2 separate regions of the Mus musculus genome follow, and region 2 is linked to region 1. A link is a contact called in public promoter capture Hi-C data. All regions are on one chromosome and are shown on one strand. The core of a region is the stretch at or near the end of the contact, and the rest is flanking DNA. Distances in the headings are between cores, read along the strand shown.

Evidence for each region. Promoter capture Hi-C pulls out the DNA fragments that hold promoters and counts their contacts.
Region 2: a contact with region 1 is called in a promoter capture Hi-C map of pre-B cells, with 4 times the contacts expected there. The contact joins the promoter of Lrrc40 here to the promoter of Cenpe in region 1. A contact is called at or near these places in 1 of 39 promoter capture datasets (pre-B cells) and 1 of 484 Hi-C or Micro-C datasets (CD4 T cells).

The regions. Positions count from the first base shown.
Region 1 is chr3:135,210,486-135,214,472 of GRCm38.p6, reverse strand. It overlaps Cenpe (centromere protein E), which reads right to left and starts at 1,910. Exons shown (of 46, transcript NM_173762.4): 1 at 1,759-1,910. The coding sequence starts at 1,814.
Region 2 is chr3:158,035,428-158,039,896 of GRCm38.p6, reverse strand. It overlaps Lrrc40 (leucine rich repeat containing 40), which reads right to left and starts at 3,215. Exons shown (of 15, transcript NM_024194.6): 1 at 3,021-3,215. The coding sequence starts at 3,171. Srsf11 (serine and arginine-rich splicing factor 11) reads left to right here and starts at 3,291. Exons shown (of 13, transcript NM_001379531.1): 1 at 3,291-3,381. The coding sequence starts at 3,292.

The DNA of each region.
Region 1 (3,987 bases), core at 661-3,160:
CTGACTGAGCCTTGCAGAGGTGCAGAGTCATGACATCACCAGACAGTCCACATGCAGAGAGGGCTGGCAGTGTTCTGAGTGTGGCACAAAGACTGGAAAACTGAGAGCTACTGAGCTGGGGAAAGATCTTGTATTACCGGAGAACCTTGCAATACAAAGTTTCAAAAATCTGGGTAGTGGTGGCACACACTTTTAATTCCAGCACTAGGGAGGCAGAGGCAGGTGGATCTCTATGAATTGGAGGCTAGCCTGGTCTATGGAACTGAGTTCCTGGATAGCCAGGGCTACACAGTGAAACCCCATCTCAAAACACCTCCACCACCCAACCAAAACCGACCAACCGCCCCCCCCCCCAACCAAATAAACAAACAAAAATTAAAAAAAAAAACCCAAACCTCTTGCAAAATGAAGATTTAAGTAATATAATTTTATGTTTAACTATATTCATAACTATCTTTGTCTGCATAGGCTCTACTTCCTCTCTGAAATCTTTAAAAAAAACAAAAAAACTTCTGGAATCTTCCGGAATACTTGACATGCCCTAAATCCCCTGAACTATGTCACTAATCTCTTTCTGTTCTTTACTTTGAGACATTGTCTCACCTTGTTGGCCTGGAACTCACTAGGTAGCCCAGGCTGGTCTACAACTAAGATACACCTCCCTCTGTCTTCTGAGTGCTGGGGTTAAAGGCCTGTGCCACCATGACAGACACCACTAATCTCTTCAGTGCCACCTTCCTCTAAATTCCTATTCGTACCAAACACCACATCAGTCAAGCAATCTGGAAGTTGAATCTCTGTGATCTATCCATCAATGAACCACCTATTCTGTAGTGTTAGCGTTTTCCTGACACCAGGTACCCCATGTCTCTGAAGGCCCAGTGGCTCTTTCAACATTCTGCACAGTTTTGTTTTGTTTTTCTTTTTTTTTTCTGTGTATCGTTAACGGCTTATGTCTATAGATATACTGTTTTAGTTTGCTTTGTGCTGCTGTGATAAAATATCATGACCAAAAGCAACTTGGAGTGGAAAAGGTTTATATCAAAAGCAACTTGGAACGGAGAAGGTTTATATCAGCCTACACTTCCAGCCCCAGGGAAAGTCAGGGCAGGGTCGCAAGCAGGAGTGGAGGCAGAATTCATGAAGCACATTGTTTATTGTCTTGCTCTCTCTGGGTTTTGCCTACGTAGCTGTCTTACACAGCCTTGAGTTCCATGAGTAAGAATGGAACCACCCAGACTGGCCTAAGCACTGCCCATATCAACCAGGAACTAAGATTCCACCACAAGGACATGCCCACTGGCCAACTTCATCCAGGTAGTCCTCCAATGGAGACTCCCTTAGATATAGCTGGCTGTCAAGTCAACAGCTAATGCTAACTAGGAGCCAGCTTTTTCCCAAATTAGGGAAGGAACTTAAATGCAAGAAATAATCAATTTTGAGAATCTCGCCTATCGACCACCCGTTTAATACCAATTTCTCAAGCTTTAGCATCTCTAGCTGAAGGCCAGAAGCCAGCAAACCCAGTAGACTTCATCAACCCCCTCTTGTCTTTTCTTTCTGGCATTCCCGACCTTTTCCCACTACTGAACATTCACTGTCTCCGTCCATCAGGCGAGGACGGCAGTGTCCCCTGAGCAGAACTACGCGCAGTCGGACCGTGTTTTCGGGGAAACGGAGTCCTGCACCCGGGTGTCGGTGTGACTCGGGGCAGCGCGGGCTGGGACGCAGGTCCCCACGCCGCCCCAGGCCGCCTACCTGCTGTTGAGGGGTCGCACACGAACACAGACAGCCACTGAAGCCTCCTCGGCCATCCTGTCCGCTGCAGACTAAGGGAAACGAAGGAGAGCAACGGCGCCGACCGAGCTCCCGGGCCGCCCCGCCTTTAAGTTTAAAATGTCCTCAAGGTTGCAGCGGATTGGGTGGCGCAGCGTCATGACGTCACGGGACAGTCCAAGTGCTGCGGCGAGTGGGGGTTGCGGGGGGAAAGGCGGGGCGAGTCCATGGATGGGGAAGGCGGGGGAGACTCAGAGATCCCGGAACTGAGAGCCTCAGAACTCAGCTGGAGAGAAGTTTTGTGTTAGAGTCACGCCTGCAGAACAAAAGAATTATAATCTTAAAAAACAAACAAACAAGAACTCCAGACTAGACCAAACCAAAAAAAGCTTTCGTTTTGTTTTAAAGCCTCCAATGGGAACTCACTGCCCAGCCAGGAAAGGAAGATTTTCTTTTCTTTTGGAACTGCTTTGAGGCGTTGTTGTTTCTTTTCTTTAACTTTCATTTCTCTGGACGGTGAGTGTAAGAGCCTCATGTAAGGGAGAGAATCATTGACACCTGGGAAAATGTTGTGGGGACATGACAGTGCTGCACACTAGAGCATGGATTACCCGAGAAATCCCCAGTACTAGGCATGGAACACTTCTTTTCATGTTGGTTAGAGTAATCCAAGAGGCTCCCAAAATAATAAAGCTACGCCTTAGGGACGAGGCTTCTAGCTCAGAAACAGCTGGAATTTTCTAATTCCCGACAAGTCTGAAGTATGTGGTGTCTCCAGGCAACAATGACTTAACCTTCAGCCTCAGGGAGGCAACCAAGGACAATTTGGGGATGTCAGTTCTCTCCTACCACTAGGTTCTAGGGATTCAACTTTAGCTTGGCAGCCAGTGACTTTACTCACTGAGCTATCTTCCCTGCCCTGTTTTAACTTTTTTTTTTTTTTTTAAAGTGGGCAAATATATATTTAGCTGTAGGGAACAAACTTATGAAGGGGAAGAAATGTTATGTCATTAAAGGCTCAGAGGCAAGGAAGGGATTTTTTAGAGCAAGAGTATTATTTTCACAGCTGTGATTTTGTCACACTGTCTTTGCTAACATTATATAGCAGGCAGTATTTATTAAAGATTGACTGTATTCCACTATATGATCTATGCTGTTCATCAAGAGATAATTATTAGAAGGAAAAAGAGAGGGACTGAGAGGGTAGCAGAAGAGGTGAATTTGACAAAAGGACGTAATATTCAGGTATGAAAATGTCATAACAAAATGAAACGTCTTGTACAATTAATATACACTAATGAGAAAGAGATGGTGCTTGATGGTTCAAGGCCAATGGGGGCAGTTTAATCAGTCTCACAATAACTGAAAAGGGGGCCGGAGCTGGGGAATCCTGCATCATTCTGTTCAATTCCTAACAGTACAGAAAAAGAGATATTCATTGTGAAACTGTTTTATGTTGTGCTTTTTTTTTTCAAACCCAGATACCAATTGTTTGATTTTACCAAAGAAGCCTAGGGAGCCAGATGCTGGGTATAAAAGCCTGCTAGCTCAGAGAGTCAGAGGAAGCACCCCGCTGACCCTCCTCCTCAGCTGATGTTCCAAAAGGAAGCTCTCCTTCTCAAAAACCCCTCAATTTCCCTTCTATTTCCTGTGCGTCTCTCTATCCGTCCTCCTGACTTCCTCTTATTTTCCATTAATAGTCCTGTTCTAAGTAAATCCAAATGGCTGTGATCAAAGGTGTGTGCTAGGGCTGACCCACACCACAACTACAAACAGATGTTTTCCAGTAAATAACCCAATCTTGGGGTTCTCAGTGTGATCAAATGTCCTGCAACAATGTTGAATATTTTTCCAGGCTTAGAAAACAACAAGCATGACTACAGCAGAGTATATGTGGCTTCTTATTCTTTTAGAAGCGGTAGTAATACGCACAAGTATCTCTGTCTCTCCCAGGGTAGAGAGAACAAAAGACATTAGTGAGCATGAGAGCTTCTCATGAAAGGCACTCTTGTGGAAGAAGCAGGCAGTGCATAATAAATAGCAACATAACGATTGCATTCTTTAGAAATCATCTTTATTGATACGAAAGCGGAGGGAAAGTTCTCTGTTATAACTAAGGAACTGAAAGCTTGATACATTGGGATAGCTGCTAGTCAGAGCCATAGGGGTTTACTTAGAAGTTCACAAGAACAGAGGGGCTGCACTCAAACA
Region 2 (4,469 bases), core at 1,966-4,465, about 23 Mb before region 1:
TGCCCCCTGACTGCCCATGTGCAGGTAAATAAAAAATAAATGTTCAAAAGGTATTTAAATGTCAATAAACCAAATGTTAATAAATTACAACACAATGTATTTTATTGGGGGGGACCCAGACTGTAGTGTGAATTTTACATGAGACCCTGAGTTTGATCCCTAGCATGAAAACACAAACTACAATGCTAAACTCTCCTGATAACTCTGTGAGACAGGAGGTTTCATTATCCCTGTTTTGTAGGTGAAAAAAAAAAAATGAGGCATCAAGAAAATGTGTGACTACCCAGAGTTTAGCGGGTACGTTAGCACTGTACTCTAAGCTCTGCAGAGCCACTTGCCATTATGGCCTGTGAAAGGTTTCTGATCCTAGCAGCTACCATTCTACCAGACATAATTTTGTTTCTTACCCACCACACAAAACTGTGTTATTCTACTGTAGCAAAAGGTAACATCTATAGTGTAGTGAGTAGAACAATCACTATGAAGTGGAAGCTCCACTAGAGTGCTTGCTTCCAGGCAAGGCCCTCACTGAGATAAGCAAAAGCTTGAATTTCTAGGAAAAAGCTTGTCGACAAGCTGAATCAAAACCTGGTGTAGCCAACTATCCAAAGAGTCTTTCAGTCCCTGACAAAGGTATGGCTGCAGGAGGGTGACACAAAACTTGGAATAGGACTCAAGCCAATCAATCACTAGTTATGCCCTACTCTCACTGTCATTCAAATTCACCAGAGACTTCCCAATCAGATGCAGGAATGGAAGCTTGCCTCTGTATGACTCAGTAAAGAGTCAGAATAAGGAAAATAGATTTTAATCCCAAAGAGACAAATAGAACAAAAGCTTTAGAAATTTAAAAGGGGAAAGAACATAGGAAAAGAGCAGAAAATCAGCTCCTCCTTCTAGGTTCCTGTCCTGACTTACTTCAATGATGCCAAATAAACCCTTTCTTCCTCAACTTGCTTTTGGTGATGGTGTTTCCTCACAGCAATGGTAACCCTTACTACAACAACTAGTAATGGTATATTAGTGAGCAATAACGTATTTTCAATGTATAGATATCTTTATAGTTTGGTGGGTTTGGAGTCACAATAGTCTGTTTCTTTCTTGATGGGTGGTACTGGAGACTGAGCCTTCAAGAACAGTCTACTTAATATGTCTACTTAAAATTCTAGACTAGATATACAAACCAACAGATGTGCAAACTGCAACACAGAACTATAAAAAAGTGAAGGAAATATGATCCCTCAAAAATTGCAACTGATCTTCACAGATACTGAAATAGACAAAATGCCACATGAAACTTTCAAATTTTCGGGTAAGAAATTACTAATTAATTAAAAGAGGATACAAACAAGTAGATGGTTTCAACCTAGGTCTCAGAGAAGAAAGTCAGCAAAATGGATGAAAACATCCACAATATGAATGAAAAGTTAGAAACATGGAAGAAAAATTCAGAAACTGAGATCAAGGGGGGGGGGGGATCTTAACATCAATTAGCATAGCCAAGACAATCCCCCACAGACCCACCGACAAGCTTACTTGTGTTGACCCTAAAAAAAAAAAAAAAAAAAAAAAAAAAAAAAAAACCACTTTCCTATTGTCCCAATGCTGTGCAAGAGGCTGCTTTACAATGGTATAGCAATTATACAACGGTTTTCAATACCAGTCTGAATACTCTCCCAAAATTGCCTCTGCCAAACGAACCAGTATATCTGTCTTCTCTCAGGTACTCAGGACATGGGTAGAAAGAAGGAAGCCATTTCTTGGCCACAATATAATCCAAATGGCAGCTAACCCAGTTCCCACCACAGTCCTTGTTGCCCTGTAAAACTTCAAAAGTCAGGCTTCCAATGTCTACATTTCTGTCAGCATTCTTATTTTCCAACTTCCCATAACAACAAAACAAACCAAAACACAGTCCATTATGCTCTGCCCATAACATTCAGCTTTTTTCCTAGACCTACATTCCAGAGCCTTCCACATTCTAGCCATATAAAATAGTTCAAATATCCTAGGAACCATGTAGTCAGATTTATCCACTTTCTGGGTACCAATTTCTATTCTACTCTTCTTTCCAGACGCTGTGGTAAAATACCATAACAAAGAACCTTAGAGAAAAAGTTTATTTTAGCTCATAATTTCATTTGCAGGCCATCAGTCAAGATGGCAGGAACTTGGAACAGCTACTCACAACACAACTACAATCAAGAGCAGAGGGAGAAATGAATTAAGGCACGCACACTTTTTTATACGACTCAACCTTTGGATTCAAGACCCAACTTAGGGAATGGCACAACCCACAGTGGGCTAGATCTTCCTACATCAATTATCAATCAAGACAGGTCTTCATAGACGTTCTTCATAGAGAACATGATCTAAATAATCCCTCATTGATTGTGTCAACTTGACACAAGTAATCATCACATTCAGTAAGCATACACATAATGTCTTTACTTAGTCAACCTTACAGATACATAAGTACATTATTAGAAGTGGAAGATTTTAATCAATGCAAGTAGAAAAAAATATTACAGAAAGAATGCTTCACTTCTCAATCCTCTCTTTGTCTCTGTCCTCTCCTACCAAACACATACACTACAAAGGTATTTATTTATACTTAGTAATATGTAGATTTGTGCTTGTTGATCATTCATAGGTTTCTCAGGATGTTCTCAAATTCATATACTCCGCAGCATTTACTCTGAATTAGTACTTAGGATAAGGAGTATGTTTGTCATTGGGATTTTCCTCAAGTGGAAGAAAAAAAAAGGCTAGGCTTGAAAGAAAATTATTCTAAGCTCACAGAGGGGAGCTGGTAAAACGAAAATAAGAGGAAGGCGAATCAAATACCTGCCTATCCTCTATCTCACAGCGAATTTACTCCCAAACTACGATGTTTATCCCGTATTCTGTGGACATCTCAGTGAACACTTCGAGTAAGTCAAGGCCAGTCTTAGCAGGGCCACGGAGCAGGCGCGGGTGGGTGCACAGGGGACCAAGAGGATGTTCGCGCGCTGCCTCACCTTCCCCGAGGTTCCTTCCCGCCAAGTTGAGTTGGCCGCTGCTTCTCGCTGCCTTCAGCAGGCCCTGGGGAACAGAGGGGCCTCTGTCCTTGCCCTCCGCGTGGAATCCCGCACGAGGGTCAAACCTAGGGGCTCTCAGCTGGCGCGACATATTCAAAAGCTCACACCGGAAGCCCCGACCACGGCTGTGACGTTTCAAGGTGCCATGGCTGGATAACCCCGCCCCTTCCGCCTCACAGTAATCCGGGCCTTGCCCTAGCTGCGCGCGCTGATGTCGTCACCGCCAGCTCCCGGGACCGCAGGACCGACGAGCCCTTCCGTTGCCCTCACCAACCTCGCCCTCAGGAGAAACTTCTTTCGGGTAAGTGCGTCTAACGGGCTGAGAGGTCCTCGTGGGGGGAACATGGGCTCCCTAGACAGCGCGGTCGGGCATGGCTGCGCTACCCAACGTCGCATCAGAACGTGGCGGCGTCGAAACCTGAGGCGCGGCCTGTGGCCCTGGGCGCCAGGCCTGGGGATCGCTGAGTTCAGTGCGGTGATCGAATTGATCCCGGAGAACAGGATGGCGAGTGACACGAAGCTTGGCCCTTAAGCTTAAGTACCCACCTGACAGCTAAAAGCTGTGGTGAAGGGCTCGGACTTCGAATCCTGCTCGCTTACAGACTAACTTATGCAGTTGGTCCCACGCTTACGAAGCTCATTTTTCACTGATTTACCGATAATCCAGTCTTAAGAAGTTTTAAAAATAACTTCGGATAATGAAAATGTAAATACTGACCTGGCATGGTGGCGCACGTCTTTAATCACAGCACTAGATTAGGCAGAGTCAAATGGATCTCTTGAATTGGAGGTCAGCCAGGTCTACACAGCGAGTCCAGGACAGCCAGAGCAACAGAGAAACAGTCTCAAAAAAGAAAAAAGGAAAAAAAAAAGAAGAAGAAAGAAAGAAAGCAAAGAAAATTTAAATGCGTAGTTTTGTTGTAAATACAAAAAAGAAAATTTTATTTAATAAGTAGCGATTTCCTGCTTAGTTTTTCCTGGAGTTTACAAAGTATTGATATATTTTCCCAAACGAAGAAGTAGCCCTCAACTATCCAGGGCTGGGGATATAATTCCCTAACGTGGGCAGGGCCGTGAATCCTGTGTCCAGCGCAGACCAAATTCTTTGACTGAAATTGATTTTCTATTACATTCCTCTTTAAGTTTAGTGTTTCTTTTTGCACACGTGAATAGGGTTTCACGTGCCCTGGTGCCTCAGGAGGTTAGAGAACAACTTGAGGGAGTGGGTTTTTTTTTCCACCAACCTGCAGAGCCATCTCACCAGTATGAAATGGTTATGAGTCTGGGGGATGTTTAGAGATTCACTAGAATGCAGCGCCCAGCCACCTCAGTCGGGTTTATAAAGGCAAAGAATGCAAAATTACAATGTGTTTATGTTCAAGCAGAACA